Linked DNA regions of Sus scrofa: region 2 is linked to region 1. Evidence: chromatin contacts called from public promoter capture Hi-C data. All regions are on one chromosome and are shown on one strand. Each heading gives the region's core, a stretch centred on a gene start, on an enhancer-like site or on the middle of the called end of the contact. The rest is flanking DNA. Distances are from core to core; before and after follow the strand shown. Region 1 holds the start of IREB2 (iron-responsive element binding protein 2). Region 2 holds the start of MORF4L1 (mortality factor 4-like protein 1).

Region 1 (6,630 bases), core at 1,420-3,919:
AGAAAACACTGCTAATGGCAGTCTAGAACATTTATATCCATTAAAACCTACAGAAAAATCATGAACACAATCTTAACACAAGTTTTTAAAAAAAGATTAAGGGAAATGCTCCCTCCAAAACTGCAATCGATTTGGCATTTATCTTTTCAAGTAGTTTTCACTGAAAAGTCTGAATAATCTAAATCACTCTTCTAAGCAGGCCTTCCCTTCACTGGCCTGGTTGAGAAAGGTACTCAGTTGTCAACAAAGTCAAGACTTCCATCCAGTACTCTGGGGTTCCGCCAAATTCACTCTTCTTAGACTTCAGTGAAAGGTTTGATCCTGATTAGGCGCCTGCAAAGGTCTGCCAAGAGTTCTGGTGCACAAGCCTGGGCAAATCAGGCCCTGGTGAACAACTCAAACCAGTGGGCCCTGTTGATGATTCCTATTCAAAGGATAGCAGATCAAGAACTGTGGGCACTAGAGTTCCCGTTGTGGCACAGTGGTTAATGAATCCGACTAGGAACCATGAGGTTGCGGGTTCCATCCCTGGCCTTGCATTGCCGTGAACTGTGGTGTGGGTCATAGACGTGGCTCGGATCCCGCGTTGCTGTGGCTCTGGTGTAAGCTGGCAGCTCCAGCTCCGATTAGACCCCTAGCCTGGGAACGTCCATATGCGCAGGAGCGGCCCAAGAAATGGCAAAAAGACCAAAAAAAAAAAAAAAAAAAAAAAAAAAGAACTGTGGGCATTGTTCACTTGAAGAATTAAAATATACATTTAATAGCTCTAAAATATCACCAGTCAGGTTTCTGTTGTTTTTTAAAATTGTATTAGTAGTTTCTTTGGGGGGAAAAATCATTACTACATTAACTTAGAGTCTAAATGAGAAGTAAGGTATGGGCTTACATCTTCCTCAAATAAAAGCTGTCCCAAGAAGAGTGTTTAAAATGTTACATATATGTGTAGATGTACTGCTACAACATGGTGGAAATAAATTTACAATTTCTTCAACTCAGCTCAACCACTGCATTTTTATTATTAGAATCTAAACAAACCCAAGAAAATTTAGGCAACATTACCATACTTGGTGCCTCCAAGTCTAGGTACATTGAAGAACTTCTTATGTGAACTGTCATTTAATGTTTCAATAAGGTACTCAAAGGCATATCCTGAAAAAAAAATTATACTTCCATTAAACACAGATACAAAGGACCTTTATTCAAACAAAAAATAGCTAGAAATCAGCTTTGTCCAATAAAATTTTCTGCAGTGGTCCAAAAGTTCAATTCTTTGCACTGTCTATCAAGGTAGCCATTAGCCACATGTGGCTATTAAGCACTTGAAATATGGTTACAATGAACAGAGTTTTAAATTTTAATTAATTTAAATCGTTACATGTAGCTAGCGTCCACTGTATTGGATAGTATAACTCTAAACCATGACTCTTCTCGAATTAAAAACTGGTAAAATAACTCTTGAAATGTGATAACAAAGAATACCTAGAAAGGGACAATAAGAATTATTTATAAGAAGTATAGGTATATTTTGTGAAGACCTGCGTAAATACAGACAGGACAATTTGAGAACCGTCACAACTATAAGAATTTTTTTAAAAAAATAATCAAAAGACAGATTTTTACACTGTAGTCAACAACGTGAACAAAATCAAAACCAAACCAAAACAACTTATCAGGTCAGACCTTAATAGGTCTTAAGACTAAGGGTAAAGGTGAAAAACAAAACATCTGGGTATATTAGCATGTCTTCCTGGTTTTGCATGAATTGACGCTTAACTACAAAGACCCAGGGGTCTCCTGCGAATGTACCCCAACTCCTACATTCTTGAAGTAGTGGGGAGGCAGCCTTGAGGTTAAAGAACATTCAGAGCTTTTGTGCAGACTCATTGCGGTGGGTGGGCAGGACCCTCAACATTGTTCGGACCTTGCTCGGAAATGAGAAGCAATAAGCAGAGCTCACTTTGGGGGAATACTAAATGTTTTTCCTCTTTTTTATTGAGGAGGAAGCTAAGAAGGTGGTTGGGGGTAGGGGGGCGGCGGAGGAGACCCAGAGCTGCAATAAATGGTCTGGGAACTGATTAACCAGTGTTCGGCCTTGACCGCCCCCCACTCCGCTTCCAGAGGCAAAGAGAGAGGGAGTGACTTGAGGCTGGACAGCGGAATAAACAACTATCTGCGAGAGACCCAACCAAGGAGACGCCGGCCCCCACCCTCATCTCTTACAAATGGGGGGCGGGGAGAGGACGAAAGTGGGCCTCTCCCTGACCGTAGTGCTAAGTGAGGAGTACCAAAAGACTCTGGAAGGGGCCAACAGGCTGACGCCGCCACTGGTCGAGGCCAGCGGCGGAGCGGACGGGCCTGATGGGGTCACGCTGCGGGGCGAGGGCGGCGAGGCCGGGCTCTCGGGGCCTGGAAGCAGAGAGTGAGGCCCATCAGGCAGGCCTTAAGGGAGCAGGACCTGAGCCCAGAGGGCCCGGGAGCCGGCCGAGTGACTCCAGGCGAGAAGCAAAGGACCCGGAGCCCGGGAAGCGCGCGTCTCCAGCTGCCACATCCCAGGGGGCGGACTGAAACTAACCTGCACTTGGGGCGTCCATCGCCGGAGACCATATTATCCCTGCGGGGAGGGGGCCCGCGGGGTAAGGAGGGGGAGGCCGGGCGGGGAAAAAGGGGAGGAAGGCAGGCGGACCCGCAAGGGAAGAAGGAAAAGAGCAGTCTCGCGCAAACACCGCGAGAGCCGCAGAGTCGACCCCAGGTCTAGGTCTGAGCTCGCGGGATTTGCCGCCCAACTCTCGCGAGATCATCGGACGTGGAGACAAAGAAAGAGAAGGGGCGGAGCCAGCGAGAAGGCGATTTTTTGCGCCTGCGTCCCTGTTCTCGCGATCGGACGCTAAGGCTGGAGCGGCTGTATCTTCCACGGCACTAGCTTGGCCCTCCTAGCGATCCGTTACTAAGTTGCGGCTTCAAATATCTAATTGAGGTTGTGAGATCCAGCGGTGCAAGGGCTCCAGCGGGATATCCAGCGGTGTGGGGGAGGGAGGAGTCAGAATTGCTACTCCTAGGAAAAACAGCCTAAGGCGAACCCCTTTCACCAGAAGATAGTCTCAGGCTAAACCTGTCGTATGTGTGGCCTGCACGCGTGTTCTTGGAGAGGGTGACCGGACTGATCTGGCATGTAGGAAGCGCTCTAATTGTTGAATGAATTTTCCTTTCACCCCTGTAGCTTCATTCTCTCCTTTTCCACACACTCCTTCCCATGGGCAGTTAATCATGCTAAAGTCTCCATCCCGCCTCCGCCTCCGCTCCTCTAGTACCTGCGTTCTCTGCCGCCTTATCTCCTGTTGGCAGCCAGCTTTCCAGAGAGCGCTGGTTGCGCTCTCCCTTCCCCTCCCACTCCTTATCCCTCTCCAGTCTGCTTTCCACCCGCTAGAAACACCTCTGGTCAAGGACAGCCATAACCCCATTCGCTAATCACACGTTTCTCAATCCTTATTCTCCTTGATCTCTGCCCTTGTTGAGAAATATTCTTCCATCAGTTTTTGTGACCTCAGATGCTACTTGTTTTTCTTCCTATCCTTAAGGGTGCTCCGTCTCAGTCTCATTTGCAGGCCCCTCTTCCTCTGCCCAGCCATTCAATGTACTGGTATTAAATATATCCCAGGGCTCTGGCCTTGCACTGTTTTCCCGGCGCATCTCACTCTCTCCTTTGGCTTCAGTTATTAGTTATATGTTCTTATTTACCAGTCTACCTCCAACCCAAACACATCTCCTAAGCCCAGAGGTGTCCCTGAAACCCAAACACATCCCCTAAGCCCATAGTTGTATATTCTAGTACCTATTGGATGACTCCATATCTCACAGGCACCCCAGACTCAAAATCTCCAAAACAGAAGTCATCATTTTCCCCTTAAAACCCTTTACTCCTTTAGTATTGCCTGTATCAATGAATGGCACCACCAACCCCTAAGTTACCCATGCCAGACACAGACACACCATTTTTCTCTCTCTCTTTTTGGCAGTGTCTGTGGCTTGCAGAAATCTCTGGGCCAGAGATCAAACCTGCGCTACAGCAGCGAACCCAAGCCCCAGCAGTGACAACGTGGGATCCTTAATCTCAAGGCCACCAGGGAACTCCCACAGAGACATCATTCTTGATCCTGTACCCTCTACCCTAATCACTAACCCAACAAGCCTTGCTGAAGCAAACCCCAGTATAGTTCCTCTATTTATGTGCCTTTCTAACCATTCCCTCGGCCACCACCCAGGTCTAGATTTGAACATATCCTGTCTAGATGACTGACAGTCTTCTCAAAAAGACCCTGGGACATGAGTACTACTGTAATTGTCATTTTCATGATAATGAGACTGAAACTCTGCGAGGTTAAGAAACTTACACAACATTGCTCAGCTACCAAGTGACTGAGTCAGGGTTCTCTCTGGTATCTCATACCTATTGTTTGTACCTTTTCAGGAAACTTCCTTTAGGCAGAATCACTTCTCCGTCACGCTGTAGTGTCTCACTTGCTGTTCTTCCTTTGTGGAACACTGTGCTGTGCCCTGTCCTGCTACTACTCAGTCTTCAGGCCTTAGTCCAGATATTTCCTAAAGAAAATACAACTCCACAACCCCCAGTTTGGCTTGGGAATATGATGAAATGCTTCCTTATCTTCCTATATATTTCAATTAGAGCACTTGATTGTAATTGCCCACTTACTGTATTCTCCATATCTTTGTTAGATGCTTGTAGTTGCATGCAAGAGAATACCCAACCAATGGGAGCTTAAATAATACAGATCTGTAATTATCTCACACGATAATGTCCATAGTAGGCAGATCCAGGGTTACTGCAACAAGATCAATAACACCATCAAAGACCCAGGCACATTCCTTATTTTGGCCCCATGCTCCTCAACATATTAATTTTCCTTCCTCAGACTTGCTGCCTCCCGGTTGCAAGATGACTGCATCATACAGAAAAATTATGTTGTCTTACAACTTCCAAAAGAGGAAGGGAAAGTGGTGCAGAGCGCCCCCCGCCGTCTTTTTAAATCAGAGAAGAAAATATTTTCCTAAAGATCCTCCACACACCTCTTACTGACCAGAAGTTAGACCAGTAGTTCTCTACCCTAGCAAACCCAATACCCTCTTCCTACAACGTACAATTTATAATGTCTCCTTTACTATCCTGGCATGAATTTCACAGATAATATAACCCATACAAAGCAATAAAATAATCTATATAATGCCCTAGCTGTAATGTAAAGGAGAAATAAAAGTAAAGTAATTGATTAGAAAATAATACGTGTTATAATATGCAGGTGCACAGGCACATCTACAACTGCATGACATGATGTAATCAGATGCCTGCATCTACTTATGATTTTACAGAAAATAATATATTCAGCCGAATGTAGTCAATGCTTTTTATTTATATTTGACAGTTCAAAATAAGGACTAGGATTTCCCGTCGTGGCTCAGTGGTTAATGAATCCGACTAGGAACCATAGGTTGCAGGTTCGATCCCTAGACTTGCTTAGTGGGTTAAGGATCTGGCATTGCCGTGAGCTATGGTGTAGGTCGCAGATTCGGCTCAGATCCAGCATTGCTGTGGCTCTGGCATAGGCCAGCAGCAAAAGCTCTGATTAGACACCTAGGCTGGGAACCTCATATGCCATGGGTGTGGCCCTAGAAAAGACCAAAAAAAGACAAAAAATAAAAAATAAAAAAAAAGCAAAATAAGGACTAAAAGCATGTTATGCAAAAATTTACATCACAAATGCATGTATATAACAAATGATCTATGTGCATTTGTATCATGAATGACTAGGTTATATGGAGGCTAATGAAATATATTGGTGACTCAAGTATCATTGGAAGCCTCGTTGTTGATTTTCTGGAACAGTGACTAATTCTTGGCAAAGTTCTAAACCAAACAAAATAGCCATCTTTCCTCTTTTTACATGATATTTGCTTTGCTGGAACATATATATTAAAACCATACACAAATTATATTTTCATTTATTTCCAAATGGGATTAAGTTCTAGGTTCAGGTAAATAGAAACATGTTTGTTGTTACTGTTTTTATGTCTGTGTGTGTGTTATCTACCTGAATATCTGGCAGCATGTTCACTGGAGGAGGCTGATTCTTTGCCATGAAATTCTGTCCTATGGAATGAAGGTGATCTCATATCCATTAAATGCCAAAAGTGCTCCCCTCCCATGGTGACAACCAAAAACACTCTATTATCTTCTTCTTGAGATTTAACTTACCCATTTAAAAAAATTTTTAGGAGTTCCCATCATGCGTGGCACAGCAGACATGAATCCAACTAGGAACCATGAGGTTTCGGGTTCAATCCCTGGCCTTGCTCAGTGGATTAAGGATCCGGTGTTGCCATGAGCTAGGGCATAGGTCACAGACACGGCTTGGATCTGGTGTGGCTGTGGCTGTGGCTGTGGCGTAGGCCAGCAGCTGTAGCTCTGAGTGGACCCTTAGCCTGGGAACCTCCATATGCCGTGGGTGCAGCCATGAAAAGCAAAAAAACCCCCCCAAAACAAAAAACTTTTTCTTCTGTGATTTATAGACTTACAAGGAGTTCTAATAGAGCTCCCATATTAACTCCTCACCCAGTCTT
Region 2 (6,630 bases), core at 1,952-4,451, 520 kb after region 1:
ATAGTTTTCAAAATATCTTAATTTAGGAGTTCCCATTGTGGCTCAGTGGTTGTGATCCCAACTAGTATTCATGAGGACATGGTTCGATCCCTGGCTCTGCTCAGTGGATTAAGGATCCGGCATTGCCATGTGGTATAGGTTGAAGACACAGCTCAGATCTGGCATTGCTGTGGCTGTGGTGTAGGCCAGCAACTGCAGCTCCAAATAGACCCTTCACCTGGGGACTTTTATATGCCACGGGTGTGGCCCTAAAAAAAAAACAACTTAATTTATAATATGGTAATGTATGTTCTTCATCTTTAATGTATTAAGTAAGATCTTGTAGCAGGTCTAATAAGTACAGCAATTTCAAAGTAATGACTATACATGATATCTCTGAGATACATGCAAGAACTGTAATATGATACGAAGACACCTTTTTTTTTTGGTCTTTTGTGTTTTGTGTTTTTAGGGCTGCACCCAAGGCACATGGAGGTTCCCAGGCTGGGGGTCGAATTGGAGCTACAGCTGCTGGCCTACACAACAGCAACGCGGGATCTGAGCCGTGTCTGTGACCTACACCACAGCTCATGGCAAAGCGGATCCTTAACCCACTGAGCGAGGCCAGGGATCAAACCTGTGTCCTCATGGATACTAGTAGGTTTTGTTAACCAGTGAGTCACAACGGGAACTCTAAGACATCTAATTTTTATTGTGATAAAGCCACCAGTACTGCTATTATCACAGTTTGTTACCTTCATTTATAATGAAGGGAAATACTAAATTTCACTTTGAATTTGGTGAAAATAAAGATGTAATTTTTTTTTACACCCAAGTTCATGGACCATTTGAATTGTATCCTTGGACTCCTACCTTTAAAACTTTGTCTAGATTTAAAGAGAGTTAAGAAATTTAATAACCAAATGCAATACATTGTCATTTAATGGATCCTGTTTTGTTTCAAACAGGCAACAAAGGCAAAAATATTTTAGGAACAAGTGAGGAATTGTGAAATGGGAATTATATGACTTTAGGGAATTATTGTTACTTGTGTCAGGTGTGAGAATGATAATGTGGTATGTAAAAGAATGCCTTTCTATTTTGGAAGTATATACTGAAGAATTGAGGCACAATAGGTCCTGAGGTCTTCATACGTACACACACCATACATGTATATATATATATATAAAGCAAATATAGAAAAATATTCACAATTGTTGAATTGAGATACATAATGCATCGTTCTACTTTTCTGTATATTTGAAATTTTTATAATAAAAATATAAAGTGACTTTTAGAGATTTTTTTACAGTATAATATAGTTGTGGTAAAGTGCGTTACTCATAAATGCACAACTTGATGAATTTTTACTTTACATGTGTGAACACCCATGTAACTACACCAGATTAAAGTTATAGAAACAGCGGGAGTTCCTGTCATGGCGCAGTGGTTAACGAATCGGACTAGGAACCATGAGGTTGTGGGTTTGATCCCTGCACTTGCTGAGTGGGTTAAGGATCCGGCGTTGCCATGAGCTGTGGTGTAGGTTGCAGACTCGGCTTGGATCCAGTGTTGCTGTGGCTCTGGTGTAGGCCAGCGGCTTCAGCTCCAATTAGACCCCTAGCCTGGGAACTTCCATATGCTGTGGGTGTGGCCCTGGAAAAGACAACAACAACAACAACAAAACCAATTAGGGAGTATAGAAAAATATTTATGCCAAATGATGGGGAGGTTAAGGAGGGAAAATAAAAGGATTCCTCAAGTTTCACCCTGGATTTTATACCTCTGAATTATTGCATCATGAAGAACCCAAATATTACTTGTATATCTAAAAGATAAAGGCAAAAAAAAAAATAATTCCAATATACATGGAGAAAGAACACAATGGGGGTGCTAGGATAAAGAAACTGCAAGGAAACTCAAACAACTATAATACTTTATTGGGCATTGGGCAGATGAGAATAAGAGGTGGGAAAGAGACTTTTCACTACCTTCATTTTTACATTAAAATCTTTTCGGAATTATTTAATTTTGAACTATTTTGTACTCAACACGTTAAAAAAAAGAAGTGTACTTGAGAGTTCTGGTGTGGTGGTGGAGTCACCAAGAAGCCCTTGCCCCTTTCTTAGACACCCTAGGGAGTAATAGAAACCAGATGGTGCAAATGGAAGGAGGGTTCTTTGTGGGTTTCTGTGGTCAAAGGGGCTGTGCTAAAGGAAGACTGAAGGAGAAACTGGAGTCAGATAAATGGAGAGAGGTCTGGAATTGATGGGAGCGTAGCATGTTCAGGGGAGGGTTTAGAAAAGGCAAGGAGACAAGTCTAAGGCCTGGAGACGGTTGGGGATTGTTTGTGGAAGGACTTAAAATGCCAAGCTATAGACTTTGGGATTCATCCTGCTTAACGTTTTCTGCACACTAATTCACTGCTCAGAACCATCCTAAGCCTTTCCATGAAATTCTCACAGTAAACCAATGGAAAGGTGCTATTATTCTATTTTGCGGCTGAGCAAACTGCAGACATTTCGAACAAGGGAATGACATAAGGAAATTCGTTTAAGTTGTGTGTATATTCAATAATAGCTCAAAGAAATTAGGTGGCAAGAATGTGTACAAATAGGGCCAGTGCAGAATCTCGACGTCGTGATTATTCACGTTAGCCTCCCTCCGCGGACTGAACTCCATTATCACAAAAGACTGCCTGGTGTCTCCCTCTATGTCCTCATTTCTGCAGGCCCCGGGCTGGAGTAGGGGAGGAGTAGGAGCCGACAAACAGCCATCAGTCGCACCAAAAAAACTGGCAGTGAGCTTGCTAAAACAATGAAATTTATAGACGCAGTCTCCATTATCCACCCACTTCTGACCAGATTGCTGGCCGTGAAGATTTCCTACGCAGAAACTACTCAGATGCTATTGAAAGTAGGCTTCAGAGGCAGCCTTTTATTTCTGGCTATTTCAAAGCCCATATAATTGTGGCCCTCTATTGCCCATGGGGCTCCGCAACTGGGCCTTTCCCATTCTTTCACCGCACGTGATGCACGGCCTCCTTTCCTCTCGCCCTGGCAACACACAAAAACAAATCCGGCTTTAAAAACCTCAGGCAGTCCCCGGGTGGGGGTGGGGAAGAGCAGCAGGGGGTGGGGGATGGGAAAAGGCCAACGCCCCTCCCCCATCCCGTGGCGCCTCAACTGCCTTGGAACTACCACTCCCGGCGTGCCCTGGGGCGGCTCGGTCGCAGGGGCGCGTGCGCGGCAGGCAACCGTTGGCTAGGGCGGCGGCTGCGCGGGTCGCTGTGCTGTGAGGTCTGCGGGCGCTGGCAAATCGGGCCCAGGATGTAGAGTTGGCGGTGCCTGACGGCGCGTCTGACGCGAAGTTGGGTGGGGTAGAGAGTAGGGGGCGGTAGTCGGGGGTGGTGGGAGAAGGAGGAGGAGGCGGCGGCGAATCACTTATAAATGGCGCCGAAGCAGGACCCGAAGCCTAAATTCCAGGAGGGTGAGTCTGAGCCCGTGGGAAAAAAGGCATCTAACGGCGCAGGGGATGGAGGCGGGCTCGGGGTAGTTGAAGCTTGTGGGCCGGGGGTGGTAAGGGCTGCGCTCGGATCAGGCGGCTGGCAAGGCTTTGTGCAGGGAAAGCGCATTGCGGCAGGATATTTCGGTGCGTCACGAGGAGAAAGCACCTTGTGAAGCGGAAGCATTATGCAGGCGTTGGGGTAGGAGAGGGATCCGCTGCTGCGTGGCAAAGCCATAGTGCAGTGTTTGTTGTTGTGAAGCGAGCGCGGAGAAAGTAGCCTATTGTAGGGAGGCGATGGGTGCGCCATGGCGGCCGTTAGGGGAAGTGATGTGGCATGGGGGAGGGGAGGGAGCGGCAGTGGTTTCGGGCGCCGGCGCGGGGCCCCCAGGCGGCGTGGGCGGTCAACAGCTGGCACTCCCGGGAGGCCTCGAGCTCCGAGGTGGTCGTACTCGGTGGAGCCGCCGGGCTGCTGCAGTGGGGTGGGCTTCGCGCCTTGGGGCGGGAGAACTGCGTTGTAAAATGGCCGCTGCAAGATGGCCGCCCCATCATGGCCGCCGGCGCCTCGGTCCCCGGCTCCCGGCCGCAGACGCTGCTTTAGGGCAGATGCAGCGCCCCCTTCTTCCACCGCCACGGTACGCGAACTGGTTCTCCGGCGCTTTCCGCAGGGAGGTGGGTGGGGACAGGAGAAGGAGAAGAGAAAAACCGCGGGCGTCTGGGTCGGCTTTGTGTTCCTTGAAGGCATCCCTTTGCTTTATAAGTCCTATTGGCTTGTAGTCGTCTTTTAAATACTGCAGCTGCTTGACTCATTGCAGTAACGTTTGATTAACAGTGATTGGAAAGGTTTTTTTTGTTTTTGATGGACGTGTCTTGGTTGACGGTAGAACCTGACTTCCAGTGGAAGACGGCTCTTTAATATTTATATTTAACATTTCTGTTAATTTATATTGAGGTGGAGACAGCTAAAATGGAAGTAAAATTCTGTAAGGCATGCAAGAACACTTCAGATTTCCCTTCCATTACTATAGGTGTATGTGGTAGTTACCATAGATATCGAGGTGTAGGCAAAAATATTGTTGTAGGGATTTTCAAACATTAATGGACGTTACAATTACTTTTAGAATCATATGCACAAAACCCAAGTATATTATAGCTTTATGGAATATTTAAGGTTTTTCCAAGGGCGTTTCTGTTATAACTGACTCTCAATACCTGCTTTCTCACCACCTTGAAAAGCTGTATGACTTTATGGATTGCTTTTTTAAAAAACATGTTTTCTAGCTGCGAATTTTTTTTACCTTTACTTAAAATTACTAAAGTGTGGTTGATTACAGTGTTGTGCCAATTCCTGATGTACAGCAAAGTAGCCCAATTATATATATATATATATATATATATACACACACACACACACCCTTTTTTATATTATCTTCCATCATGGTCCATCCCAAGAGAGTGCCAGTAGTTCTCTGTGTTATACAGTAGGGTCTCGTTGCTTATCCATTCTGAATGTAGTAGTTTGCATCTACTAATCTCCAACTCCCAGTCCATTCCACTCCTTTTCTTCTCCGCTTTAGCAACCACAAGTCTGTTCTCGGTCTGCAGCAGGGATTGTTAATCTAGGGTCAGTGTTTATAATTCAGATGATCCGTAAAGTTGGATGGGAAAAAGTTGTTTTTCTATTGTTTAACTAAAATTTAGTATTTCAGTTATGAATGTAGGACTCCCTCCCAAAAAAAAAAGCAAAATGAAAAACTTATAGTATTAGCTATATGTTTTCACATCCCAGCATTACAGTTGTGGGAGATACATTAAGATGTTTGCTGTTCATTACTTCAGAATTGTAGTTATTGAATCAGCAGCTAAATGTTTACATTAAGGACTCTTAATATTGCCATAGAATGTGGTATTTTAAATGTTTTGATAACTATTTCAATACAGTTGAACAATTTTGTAATACTGTTTTACATATTTAGAGAAAAATTCTGGGGAAGGGCTTCTAGGCTTAACAGACTTGTGAAAGGTCCATGGAAGAAAAAAATTAATCCCCACTGTTGGATATCAAAGCAGAAATCACCCATATTTGGGACAGTTAAGGATGGCATTCTGGAGGAAGTGCTTTAGAGAGAGGGGGGCTAACAGTGAAGGAGAATCCATGTCCTGCTATAGTGATGAATTAGGGAAGAGTAGGAACCAAGTATCTAACGTTTTGAAAGCTACCTAAGAGACTCTGCACTTAACCATCACTTTCCAAACATGTTTTCTACTCTCATCAAAGTTGAGTTGTATAGTTATCTTTAAGAAATTATGATTAGTTATTTATAACAAATTTTCAGAGAATATCTTGTAAGGAAAAAGGAATGTTCTTTTAGAACTAAGAATTATACCGAGACACAGAAAGTATGAATTATCAGAAATAATGAAGTATGAATTATTACAATTCCTTTAAACTTGAAAGTTTTTCTTAGTGAAGGCACAACAAATGTTACAAAAGCAGTTTTTAAGCAGAGTGATGTTTTGGTACTGGATTTGCTCATTCACTTGAAATGTTAAAGCTTAAGGTAAAGAATACTATTGGGCACCTAGCCATTGTCAGGCGGAAGATCTCTGGCTTGTCAGAAGACTGGTTGATGCCCAGTGTTGAGTAATATACCCAGTAAGCAAGCCAGTGGGAGGATAGGGAGTTGTAATAATCTCATCACACTTGAATTTGAGGGCTTTGGACAAAATTACCTTTGTAGCTTGATACTAGAAAGGATTAAGAGTGGAGAAAGGTTTTTAATAATAATCGTATCTGAGACAGCACCCAATTAATAGTCTTTCCATTTCAATGAAAAAATAGACATTTGTTGTCCTGGGTCATAATCTCCAAGCTGTATAATTTTTCAACAGGATATTAGGACCAGATACGTAGAATGGAGGTTAAAGGGTCTTAGCTTCCATACAGCTGTCTTTGACTCTGGCGGCAGCAGCCACAAGGAGAGGGTAAAGAGGAAGGCCATTTTCCAGGTGCATTTAAATAGTACCTGGAGAGTTAAATTTGGAGACAGAGGTCTCATCTATTTATTCATTAGCCCTATATCTTATCTGTATCCCCATGGTCATTCTTGTCCACAGTATAAATATAAATACAAATCTTGTCCCATC

What was found. Promoter capture Hi-C pulls out the DNA fragments that hold promoters and counts their contacts.
Region 2: a contact with region 1 is called in a promoter capture Hi-C map of fetal liver, with 4 times the contacts expected there. The contact joins the promoter of MORF4L1 here to the promoter of IREB2 in region 1. A contact is called at or near these places in 2 of 5 promoter capture datasets (fetal liver and liver), 1 of 47 Hi-C or Micro-C datasets (heart right ventricle) and 1 of 2 datasets of contacts at active chromatin or transcription factors (alveolar macrophages).

Annotation. Positions count from the first base shown.
Region 1 is chr7:47,526,530-47,533,159 of Sscrofa11.1, forward strand. It overlaps IREB2 (iron-responsive element binding protein 2), which reads right to left and starts at 2,670. Exons shown (of 23, transcript NM_001167781.1): 1 at 2,573-2,670; 2 at 1,060-1,149. The coding sequence starts at 2,591.
Region 2 is chr7:48,046,849-48,053,478 of Sscrofa11.1, forward strand. MORF4L1 (mortality factor 4-like protein 1) reads left to right here and starts at 3,202. Exons shown (of 12, transcript XM_001927741.5): 1 at 3,202-3,468. The coding sequence starts at 3,429.